2 separate regions of the Xenopus tropicalis genome follow, and region 1 is linked to region 2. The links are chromatin contacts, called in public Hi-C maps. All regions are on one chromosome and are shown on one strand. Each heading gives the region's core, a stretch centred on a gene start, on an enhancer-like site or on the middle of the called end of the contact. The rest is flanking DNA. Distances are from core to core; before and after follow the strand shown.

Region 1 (6,346 bases), core at 3,830-6,329, 83 kb before region 2:
TAGCCTCTGGGAAAGGACTGTGGCTGTGGGACAGCAGGTATAGTAGGGAGAGATGGTGCCTATAGTAGCAGTGGGATAATAGCCTCTGGGAAGGGACTGGGGCTGTGGGACAGCAGGTATAGTAGGGAGAGATGGTGCCTATAGTAGCAGTGGGGGGATAATAGCCTCTGGGAAGGGACTGGGGCTGTGGGATAGCAGGTATAGTAGGGAGAGATGGTGCCTATAGTAGCAGTGGGGGGATAATAGCCTCTGGGAAGGGACTGGGGCTGTGGGATAGCAGGTATAGTAGGGAGAGATGGTGCCTATAGTAGCAGTGGGGGGATAATAGCCTCTGGGAAGGGACTGGGGCTGTGGGATAGCAGGTATAGTATGGAGAGATGGTGCCTATAGTAGCAGTGGGGGGATAATAGCCTCTGGGAAGGGACTGGGGCTGTGGGATAGCAGGTATAGTAGGGAGAGATGGTGCCTATAGTAGCAGTGGGGGGATAATAGCCTCTGGGAAGGGACTGGGGCTGTGGGATAGCAGGTATAGTAGGGAGAGATGGTGCCTATAGTAGCAGTGGGGGGATAATAGCCTCTGGGAAGGGACTGGGGCTGTGGGATAGCAGGTATAGTAGGGAGAGATGGTGCCTATAGTAGCAGTGGGGGGATAATAGCCTCTGGGAAGGGACTGGGGCTGTGGGACAGCAGGTATAGTAGGGAGAGATGGTGCCTATAGTAACAGTGGGGGGATAATAGCCTCTGGGAAGGGACTGTGGCTGTGGGATAGCAGGTATAGTAGGGAGAGATGGTGTCTATAGTAGCAGTGGGATAATAGCCTCTGGGAAGGGACTGGGGCTGTGGGATAGCAGGTATAGTAGGGAGAGATGGTGCCTATAGTAGCAGTGGGGGGATAATAGCCTCTGGGAAATGACTGTGGCTGTGGGATAGCAGGTATAGTAGGGAGAGATGGTGCCTATAGTAGCAGTGGGGGGATAATAGCCTCTGGGAAGGGACTGGGGCTGTGGGATAGCAGGTATAGTAGGGAGAGATGGTGCCTATAGTAGCAGTGGGATAATAGCCTCTGGGAAGGGACTGGGGCTGTGGGACAGCAGGTATAGTAGGGAGAGATGGTGCCTATAGTAGCAGTGGGGGGATAATAGCCTCTGGGAAGGGACTGGGGCTGTGGGACAGCAGGTATAGTAGGGAGAGATGGTGCCTATAGTAGCAGTGGGATAATAGCCTCTGGGAAGGGACTGGGGCTGTGGGACAGCAGGTATAGTAGGGAGAGATGGTGCCTATAGTAGCAGTGGGGGGATAATAGCCTCTGGGAAGGGACTGGGGCTGTGGGATAGCAGGTATAGTAGGGAGAGATGGTGCCTATAGTAGCAGTGGGATAATAGCCTCTGGGAAGGGACTGGGGCTGTGGGACAGCAGGTATAGTAGGGAGAGATGGTGCCTATAGTAGCAGTGGGGGGATAATAGCCTCTGGGAAGGGACTGGGGCTGTGGGACAGCAGGTATAGTAGGGAGAGGTGGTGCCTATAGTAGCAGTGGGGGGATAATAGCCTCTGGGAAGGGACTGTGGCTGTGGGACAGCAGGTATAGTAGGGAGAGATGGTGCCTATAGTAGCAGTGGGGGGATAATAGCCTCTGGGAAGGGACTGTGGCTGTGGGACAGCAGGTATAGTAGGGAGAGATGGTGCCTATAGTAGCAGTGGGGGGATAATAGCCTCTGGGAAGGGACTGTGGCTGTGGGATAGCAGGTATAGTAGGGAGAGATGGTGCCTATATCTATCTGTCATCTATCATTTTACACCTTTTTATTTAAATTGAACCAGGTTTAGATGTGCACAGCCATATCTGCCTTCATATTGCTGGGCTGCTTCTAATCTGCTCAGAATATCTATGAATACTAAGGATTAGAGTGCATCCGTATTTACTAATCCCACTATACGTTCTAAACATTATTCAGGGCAGATTAACTGTGCATATTAAACAACCTTTTGGATTTTTAGTTCCATTATATGATTATATTAAGCCTGGCAGCCTTATCACTGTACATACCCCATTCAGGCCACTCGTTTTGGTTTCTAAGGGAACCATCAGAGGGACACAGTGCCATTCCTTCCATTCACACTTTTACAATTCATCCGCGTGTATAGTCCAGCAATAGGCTTAAAGGGGAAGTCCACCTTTATATTAATGACATATAATATGCTATAGACAGACCAATACTCTTGCCTTTTTCCAGCTTGCAGCTAAAGATGCTGCCTGGTAATCAGGGGGTCACTGACCCTGGCAACCAAAAATAAAAAAACAGACTTCAGTGTTATTGTTATTCCTATTTAGAGATTGCTTATTTTTGCTTTGTTAGTCCCTCTACTATTTACCTTGCATTTTGCAAATGGATATGAGTTTGAATTGCAAGTCTGAGGGGACATTCTTTAAAAACACGCACAAAAAAAGTGCAGATTGTCTTGCAATTCTGTTGTCAGAACTTTCTAAATGTTAATTTTAAGGAAAACTACCACTTTAACACATCATGCTGGGGGTAATTTGACCATAGATGAAGCACCCCTAGAAATGAGCAGCAATGGAGCATTAAGGGGCAATAATGGAATATGAGACCTTAGGTCTGTCCCTCCAAAGTTAGAAGGGAGCCAAGGTGTAAGAGGAGCACATATTGTGTTCATCCAGCAGGTGGCGCAGTATTGCTGTTCCATTTACTGCACTCAGTCAGCCAGTTATGTTGAAGCTTTGTACATAGGGCAGGAATGTTTAATGTTTTGGTGCTGGGGGTGCTGGGAGTCTTTACTTGGTAATTGCTTTACACGTTCAGATTTTAGTTGTCTTACGACGAACGCTTGGATACCAATCTTACGTTTTAATGCAAAGATCTAAAACTAATATTTTGACTAAAAGTGAAGGATTAAAGTCCTAAAAAGAATAAATCTGACAATGTTTTGGTCATTAATCACTGCCAGAAAACAACTATACGAAAGTTATGTCCCTGAAATACATTGTATATCACCCATGTATAGGCAATACCTGTACAGATATTATTGTTATCTGAACGAATATTCCTAACCTGTCCGATGAGCCCACACATGGTCCCAAAATTGCACAAACATTATACTGGTGCATGTATGGCCAGCTTAAGGTACAGAGTGAACAACCCTGACTGGAAACTCATGTCCTTATATATTATAATTGATAGAATGTTATTTTCATGGATGTGGTTATTGGTTATGGAGGGCGCCGGGAGTTGTATGTCAATTCTGAAAAAGTAATAATTATTATTTGTGCTATAAGAAGAAGAAAAAAAATTACAAATGTGGCACATCAGTCATTTTTCAACCTTATCTGCTATGTCAATATTATTATACTGTTATTATTCATTTATTTGTATCTTGCAATAATTTATTACCAGTAATAAACAGTAAGTGTGACTTACTGTTACAGTTGCTGTTATGGTTATTGGTTATGGAGTCCTGGAGAAGCAGTAGGACCATCTGACAGATACTTTGGGTGTCAGAAGGCGCCGGGAGTTGTATGTCAATTCTGCAAAAGTAATTATTATTATTTGTGCTATAAGAAGTAGAAAAAAATAAGACATTTTTCAGTCATTTTTCAACCTTATCTGCTATGTCAATATTATTATACTGTTATTATTCATTTATTTGTATCTTACAACAATTTACTACCAGTAATAAACAGGAAGTATGACTTACTGTTACAGTTGCTGTTATAGTTATTGGTTATGGAGTCCTGGAGAAGCAGTAGGACCATCTGACAGAGATGCTTTGGGTGTCAGATGGTGCTGGGAGTTGCATGTCAATTCTGATAAAGTCATTATTATTATTTGTGCTATAAGAAGAAGAAAAAAAAAGAAAATTTTCAGTCATTTTTCAACCTTATCTGCTATGTCAATATTATTATACTGTTATTATTCATTTATTTGTATCTTACAATTGGTTTTGGAGTCCTGGAAAAGCAGTAGGACCATCTGATAGATACTGTGGGTGTCAGAGGGCGCCGGGAGTTGTATGTCAATTCTGAAAAAGTCATTATTATTATTTATGCTATAAGAAGAAGAAAAAAATAAGAAATGTTTCAGTCATTTTTCAACCTTATCTGCTATGTCAATATTATTATACTGTTATTATTCATGTATTTGTATCTTGCAATAATTTACTACCAGTAATAAACAGTAAGTTGCTGTTATAGTTATTGGTTATGGAGTCCTGGAAAAGCAGTAGGACCATCTGATAGATACTGTGGGTGTCAGAAGGTGCCGGGAGTTGTATGTCATTTTTGAAAAAGTCATTATTATTATTTGTGCTATAAGAAGAAGAAAAAAATAAGAAATTTTTCAGTCATTTTTCAGCCTTATCTGTTATGTCAATATTATTATACTGTTATTTTTCATTTATTTGTATCTTACAATTGGTTATGGAGTCCTGGAGAAGCAGTAGGACCATCTGATAGATACTGTGGGTGTCAGAGGGTGCCGGGAGTTGTATGTCATTTTTGAAAAAGTCATTATTATTATTTGTGCTATAAGAAGAAGAAAACAATAAGACATTTGGCAAGTCAGTCATTTTTCAACCTTATCTGCTATGTCAATATTATTATACTGTTATTATTCATTTATTTGTATCTTGCAATAATTTACTACCAGTAATAAACAGTAAGTTGCTGTTATAGTTATTGGTTATGGAGTCCTGGAAAAGCAGTAGGACCATCTGATAGATACTGTAGGTGTCAGAGGGCGCCGGGAGTTGTATGTCATTTTTGAAAAAGTCATTATTATTATTTGTGCTATAAGAAGAAGAAAACAATAAGACATTTGGCAAGTCAGTCATTTTTCAACCTTATCTGCTATGTCAATATTATTATACTGTTATTTTTCATTTATTTGTATCTTGCAATAATTTACTACCAGTAATATACAGTAAGTATGACTTACTGTTACAGTTGCTGTTACTTATGTGAATAGTGAGTAGCTATTTAGTGGTTGTACCTCTCAGATTTCCTCAGGTTCAGGGGTACTTTTTTGAGCCCAGTCTGGCGGAAGGACACCGTCTGCTGCCGCCACTAGTCGTCCTCGTAGCATCTGACAGGGGGCGGCGGAGCGGTTCACGCTGCTCTGTGTCAGCTCTGAGTGCCTGAGGCTGCTAGGGGGACGCGGCGGCTGGAGGAGCCGGCACACACTTCTCTGGAAGGAGCCGGGGACTCTCAGCATGTGCCGCCGCCGCCGCTCATAACGGAGAGAGAGGGCTCTGACCGGGGCTGTGTGTTATTGTCATGGCGCTGGGAGTGCGGCCGGAGCTCGTAGGGAAACGCTTCGTCTGCTTGGTCCTTGGAGGAGGAGAGGAGCCGCCGGAGATCGGGGAGATCGGGCAGATTGGTCGCTGGGGCTGGAGAGCCGGGGTTATACGAGCGGTGTCTCACAGGGACAGCGACAACCCAGAACTGGCGGTAAGATGTGCGGGCAGACCGGGCGCTGCTGGGGGACGTGGCTGTGCGTCAGGTAGATTGTCAGCTCTGCGGGGCAAGGACTGGCAGAGACGGAGGGATCCCCTATGCAGGGCTGTATAATAGCATGGGTACGGCTCCCTGGCTCATTGGGCAGCCTCTCGGCGTTACAGCACAACTTCCAGCTGGGGGTTGGAGGGGAGCAGGGAGTTGTAGGTACCCAATAGCCGGGGCTTGCAGGTAGGTGTGTGGGTGTGATTGTTACACTGAGCAGGGTGCCTGGCTCCACTGGAATAGCTTGTCTGTGCCTGGCTCTGCAGGGACCCACTGGGGCTACCAGCTCGTACTACAACTCCCAGAATCCTCTAACAGCCAAGGAGATACCCAGGCAAATATCAGTAAACCCCCTGTAGGGGACTAACCTGCCCCTTACCTTTAGTCACTGAATAGGGATAGTAATACCCCCCTGTCACAGAGAGGGCTATTGATTATTAATCCCTGTTGTGCTGAGTGGATCAACTGCCCCCCCCCCCTTTTCCCTGTGTTGCCAAGAGGGGCTAGTGATCACCTCTCCATGAATAGGGCTAGTGATCCCCTATACTGAGGGCAATATTGATCACTTGTCTCTGTGCCAGTGGTTTAGGGATAGTTGCCTCTCATTGGGGCTAGTGATTGCAACCTTGGGGCTAGTGGGGCTACTCATCACTTCTCCCTGTGTCACTGAGAGGGGCTAGTGACATCTCCCCCGGGTCACGGTAGGGTTAGTGATCTGCTGTTGTCACTGAGTGGGGCTTGTTGTCACTTTCCATTGGGCTGATGATCACTGTTTTTCCTGACACAATGGGGCTAGTGATCAGCTCTCCCCTTGCCAATGAGTGGGGCTAGTG
Region 2 (5,854 bases), core at 2,931-5,430:
CCAATGCCATGTAGAGTATGCTAGTGGCAGTTGTCATTTTGTTTGTTGACATGCAGACAGATGGTCACGAAAATAGACATTCAGACAAGTTAAAAATAGCATTCACGCTAAAGGGAATGCGACACTAAAGTGTCTGTGTTTTTATTGCATTGTTTTGTTGAAATCAGAATGGTTTTTGTCATTTGTGAGCCAGACGAGAACGTGGGCAGCGATGGCGTAATGTGTGATGTTTTTTTGTAATTTCCATATGGACCAATCATATTCTAACTTTGGCATTGTTGACAGCTAGTTGGCTGTCTGTGGGAGACCAAAGTGGACAGCATTCAGCCACTAGCTGTCTAAGACTGCTTATACACAAGTGGGCAGTCTAGATAGGCCTGTTGGTGTTTTTAGCCGCCATCTTTCTGTTCTTCCATGGTCCCGAAGCATCAAATCCTCTTTGTACCCATTCCCAGTGCTGCGTTTGCTCAACATTTAGGACCCAGAACACTCTTCAAGTGTGTGTCTGTGTAACACTACAGTGATAAGTGGGCTTTAGTGCCTGCGTTTCATTCTGCTGCAGATCCTCACAGCTGAGATTTGCAAACACTGTATATTTAGAAAAGCTATTTTGAGTGCCAGAGCCCAGAGGGACATTTGGCCTGTCTCTTACACTCTCGCTAATGCGTTCAGTCTCCTTGCTAGACAAATGATACTGAAGGAAACCTCGTTCTAATGCTATACATTCAACTTTGCCATTCCCTGTTTTATATAAGCTGTATCTCACAAATAAAAACCAATTTACCCGCAAATATGTGTTCTAGATCCCTCGTATTAATGTCTGCATGTTTCTTCTGTCTTTATCAGGTGTATGTGGAATTTGATGACCTGGAATGGGATAAACGAGAGTGGGTGAAAGTGTATGAAGATTTTACAGCCTTTTTTGTGGAGTACCAGCTGGTCTGGGCTAAGCGAAAAGACCCCAGCCAGTCTCAGGGATCAAAGGTCAAGCACATCCAGTGGCCTGCATTGGTAAGGAGTTTAAAGCTTTTTATATATATTTTTTTATATAGAACCTTTTCTGCTGTGACCTCTGCAACAACATGAATGTTAAAGAAGAGTGCTGCTCGTGAAAGCTCGCATTAAACAGAACAGAGATGTGCGGAAATGGTGCAGTCTGGAGAGCGATGATCATGTAAGGCTACAGTCTAGAGGGCAATGGTCATCAAAGGCTACAGTGTTGAGAGCAATGGCCATCAAAGGCTACAGTCTAGAGAGCAATGGCCATCAAAGGCTACAGTCTAGAGAGCAATGGCCATCAAAGGCTACAGTCTAGAGAGCAATGGTCATAAAAGGGAACAGTCTAGAGAGAATTGCTTATTAAAGGCTACAGTCTAGAGGGTAGTGCTCAGGGAACCCTACAGTCTAGAGAACAATACTATTCAGAGGCTCTCTAGACTGTAGCCTTCCATGATCATAGCTCTCTAGATTGCACCTAAGCATCCTTGTTCTGTTTAATGCAAGCTTTAATGAGGCTACAGTCTAAAGAGAAATACTCATGAAAGGCTACAGTCTAGAGAGCAATGGTCATGAAAGGTACAGTCCTTATTTAGGGGTGTAATCTAGAGTGCAAGAGAACAAGTATTTAAAAAAATGTTCTTTAGCCCAAATGCCAAGATTCTTGATAGCTGATCCACATTTGTCTGTACCTACTTAGCAATGCTGTGATATGTGGTCATTTTATATACTTTTCTGATTATTTTTGTATTAAGTGTTTGAATTCAGTTTTTTATTGTGCATTTGCATCCACCTTACTGTATTTATTTATTCCTTGTATTAAACCTGACTGAGAGACAGTTGTCAATTTCACATATTTAGCCCTTCGCTATATAGCGGGAATTACTCTGCTGTGTTCCCTGAACCTATTTTGCTTTGTTTATTTGGGTTTGCTACTTGTGTGCGGCACCGGCACTTTAATTGTTGTCAGGGACGACCGCATCTCCGGTGGCCATTTCTCTGAGCCTCCTGAAGCAAAACCTTACTTGATAGGCCACCCCTCTTTGTGCAATCTGATTGGCTATTGTTTTTCCTTTGCTGAGGGTGGTGGGAATGCTGAACCTACTCCCTTTTGGCAGACAGAAATCACAGCTGTATTGTGCATTCTCTAGCACTGAGATCCACTTACCCCTTTCCGATGTGTCACGGCAAATCTACCACCGGCACATTTACTGCCAAACAATAAGCCCAAAGGAACATGTTTTCCTTTTAGATCTCATCTATTCCGGTAATGAACAGTCTAGAAGTGGCCTTTCCCATCACTAATTGGGCGCAGGAAGAACGAAAAGCAATACTCTAATAAAGCTGCCAGTTATTTAACTCTGTGGGCGCTGGCAGAACATTCTGTATGCCGACGGGCAGTAGTGGTGTGTCATTTCTAGGAATAGGCTCTACGCTGGTCAGGAAGATACATGATCTCTGCCACATAGCACAGGGCAGCAGTTTTTTATTGGGTCCCTAATTATATCCTTCATCAAATGGTGTCCTTTTATGCATGCATAATATAAGGGGTCCAATTATGAAATAAGTATAGATTATGTTACATTTATGCTAAAGAGATATGAAATGTTCCCTAGACCCCAAGTATTCAGTACTTTGGTTACTGATTACAGATAATAACAGGGTAATGCTCCTGCGGAGTTGTACAGTTATTGAGAATATGTTGATTGAGTTCAGATTCAGTTGGCCCGCTGATTTGGCCCATCTTTGGGCAGTTCTATAGTAGGAATACCGTGCCACTTTATTAAAGGAATGGGCTGTCTGTGGTCTACTATTTAGTTACAGTACCAAAACTTCAATAGTAGTCAGTAGTATGTAGAGGGCTTCAACTCTCTGCACTGTGCAGTAACCAGATCCTTAATGATCACTGGACATTAGCCATTGGTTCCAGTACCCTACACAAAAGGCTTCATGACATTCTATCATTGTATGTCACTGTCTGTACCCTAAATGATCACTGGACATTTGCCATTGGTTCCAGTACCCTACACAAAAGGCTTAATGACATTCGGTCATTGTATGTCACTGTCCGTACCCTAAATGATCACTGCACATTAGCCATTGGTTCCAGTACCCTACACAAAAGGCTTAATGACATTCGGTCATTGTATGTCACTGTCCGTACCCTAAATGATCACTGCACATTAGCCATTGGTTCCAGTACCCTACACAAAAGGCTAAATGACATTCTATCATTGTATGTCACTGTCTGTACCCTAAATGATCACTGCACATTAGCCATAGGTTCCAGTACCCTACACAAAAGCTTTGATGACATTCTATCATTGTGTGAGACTGTTCAAACCTTAAATGATCAATGCGTTTTTCCCTTTTTTTCCAGTATCCTAGACAAAGGCTTTGTTGATGTAACGTTGCATGTCCCCATCCAAACCCTAAATGATCACTGCACATTTTCTGTTTGCCTCCTCTAACGCACAACGAACTCTGAAACATTGCTCTCATTATTATAGCTTTACCTATCCCTATTCAAAGTGATCACTGCACATTTTGTTTTCATGCTTCCAACACAAAAGCATTGAGCTCCTAGCTCTGAGTGTCCCTATCCAAAGCACCCTAAGTCAGGCCTGTCCAACGCGAGGCCTACAGAAGGGACGCCGTGGGTGGACCCCAGCATGCCTGCGATACATCTTTCTGTGCCATTATTACTTTATAATTATCCAACGGCTGAACATGTAGAATAACAGATGTCTGACCTGGAATAACTTGGTCGCACAGCTTTCAGTGATGGCTGCAGATTTCCTGTTTGCCTCTGTCAGACATAACTCACAAGCGATGTTGTCCTTATCCTATCAGCACATGTCCCTACCCAAGGTGATCCCCGCACATTTCCTTCAGTCTCATGTATCCCACACAAAAGCTTTGTTGACATCATAGCTTAGCCTGTCACTTTCCAGACCTGAAGTGATGGCTGCACGCTTCCTGTTTGCTTCCCGCACAAGCAGCTCACAAGCAGTGTTGCCATTCCCCTATCTGCACAAGTCCCTATGCAAAGTGATCGCTGCACATTTCCTTCTCGTGTATCACACACACAAAAGCTTTTGTTGACACCACAGCACCGCCTGTCACTTTCCCAAACCCAAATGATGGCTGCACACTTCCTGTTTGCCTTTCTCTCCCTTATCCTCCATAAAAGCTATTTAGCCAGTACAGACAGCATGGAGCAGCCTCGCATACTCCCTGCATTCTGTTTACATAAAGGTGGGGGGTGGGGGTAGGTGATTATAATTAGAACTGGGCAGATAAGAAGGGAGAGTGTTAAATGAAGTTTAAGGGGAGGAGCAGTCTCATCTTTCATTCCCTGCACTGTATTTTTAACCTCCCACTCCTGTGCATCCCCTTCGTCATAATATTATTTCACCCTTCTCACTCCCCGCAGCCAAAAACATCTGCTTGTCTTACAATTTTCTACTTTGCTGAAGTTCAAAATCTAATTATCTTTAATTGTCAGTAATGTCTGTCATTATTGTTGTGCCACGTGCCGAGGGCCCCCTCTTTCAACATACGAACTGCAATGGACTAGTTAAAACTGACTGCTGATTGGGTGCTATGGTTACTAGACTGGCAGTTCTAGCTTTAATTTCTTGTCATGGGGGGGAATTTAATCAAGTAAAGACATACAAGTACCAGTAATATCATACAAATAAACTGGAGAGCATACCTGGTTGGCCTGTGTGTGGCTGCTTTAGGGCTCTGGCACACGGGGAGATTAGTCGCCCGCAACCAATCTCCCCGAGTTGCCATCAGTTGCCATCCCACCGGCGAAAATGTAAGTCGACGGTGGGATGGCACACGCGACAGCGCGATTTAGGCAAATCGCCGAAAATGCCTCATGAGGCAACTTCGCCGATTTGCCGAAATCGCTTGCGCAGTGTGTGCCATCCCACCGGCGACTTACATTTTCGCCGGTGGGATGGCATTTGGGGGAGATTAGTCGCCCGAGACACAGGAGATTTGCCGCGGGCAACTAATCTCTCCGTGTGCCAGAGCCCTTAGGTTGAAGACACACGGAGCTATTTAGTAGCAGCTATTTGTCACGGCTACTAAACGTCAGAAAATACCCTGCCATAGAGAATACTGAGAATTGCCTCTGCTAAAACACACGTAGAGACAATTATCAGTAAATGATCAGCATTGTCTATTTTAGTAGCCACGACATGTAGCTGCTATTAGTAGCTCCATGTGTCTTCGGACTGGGCGGCTGGGGCACCGGGAAAAAACTTAAAGGTACAGACAGTGCTGTATTTAGGTCCAGCCAAGGACCTCAGCTAGGGAGATTCTCACCCCCCTAAGGCTGCCCCGCAAGGTACAGGCCCTCAAGTGCCTATAATGTAAATATTGCCCTACTGGCACTGCCTAATTTGGAAAACTGAGCAGGCAGTTTTGACTCGGAAAGCCCTTTGAAAACTGGGCTGTCCGGTTCAAAACCAGACAGGTGGCAACCCTACTGAGAATCTGCCCCTACGCTGGCATTGGCCTTCTTCCTTGCCTGCCCCCGGAACAATTGCATGGGCCCGCGTTTATCTGCAGACTGAGAATCCACCATGTGCGCCCTGGGCCTACATGATAAATACGGCCCAGGGTCTAGGGACATAGTAATACTAAATAATGGAATTTCTAAGACATAAAGCTGTTAAAGGCCTATAAACAAAGTAAACATGTAGCCACCTCCTAATCTGTCCCTATAGATGCAATCTGGGTTTCCAGCATTACTCTGGGAAATGGCGTTTGTGTTCTTCCCCCGTGTGTATATTAGATATCGCTAATGCTAGGTTATGTTGGGATGGATAATATGCGCCTG

The links. A called contact is a pair of places that touch in the nucleus more often than the background predicts.
Region 1: a Hi-C map of neurula embryo shows a contact between it and region 2, with 2.2 times the contacts expected there. The contact joins the promoter of jmjd1c here to the enhancer-like site in region 2. A contact is called at or near these places in 2 of 5 Hi-C or Micro-C datasets (brain and neurula embryo).

What each region holds. Positions count from the first base shown.
Region 1 is chr7:18,234,175-18,240,520 of UCB_Xtro_10.0, reverse strand. It overlaps jmjd1c (probable JmjC domain-containing histone demethylation protein 2C), which reads left to right and starts at 5,079. Exons shown (of 26, transcript XM_031905352.1): 1 at 5,079-5,462. The coding sequence starts at 5,289. It overlaps LOC108648145 (a long non-coding RNA gene), which reads right to left and starts at 3,842. Exons shown (of 3, transcript XR_004223632.1): 1 at 3,713-3,842; 2 at 3,436-3,542.
Region 2 is chr7:18,150,872-18,156,725 of UCB_Xtro_10.0, reverse strand. jmjd1c (probable JmjC domain-containing histone demethylation protein 2C) reads left to right here. Exons shown (of 26, transcript XM_031905352.1): 2 at 847-1,011. Among named protein-coding and RNA genes, the nearest start is that of jmjd1c, 82 kb to the left of the region's middle. Within about 2 kb of position 4,180, at least 6 of the 11 cell types and tissues checked have an H3K27ac peak or open chromatin away from gene starts, as enhancers often do. A contact at or near this core is called in neurula embryo, where this site is marked.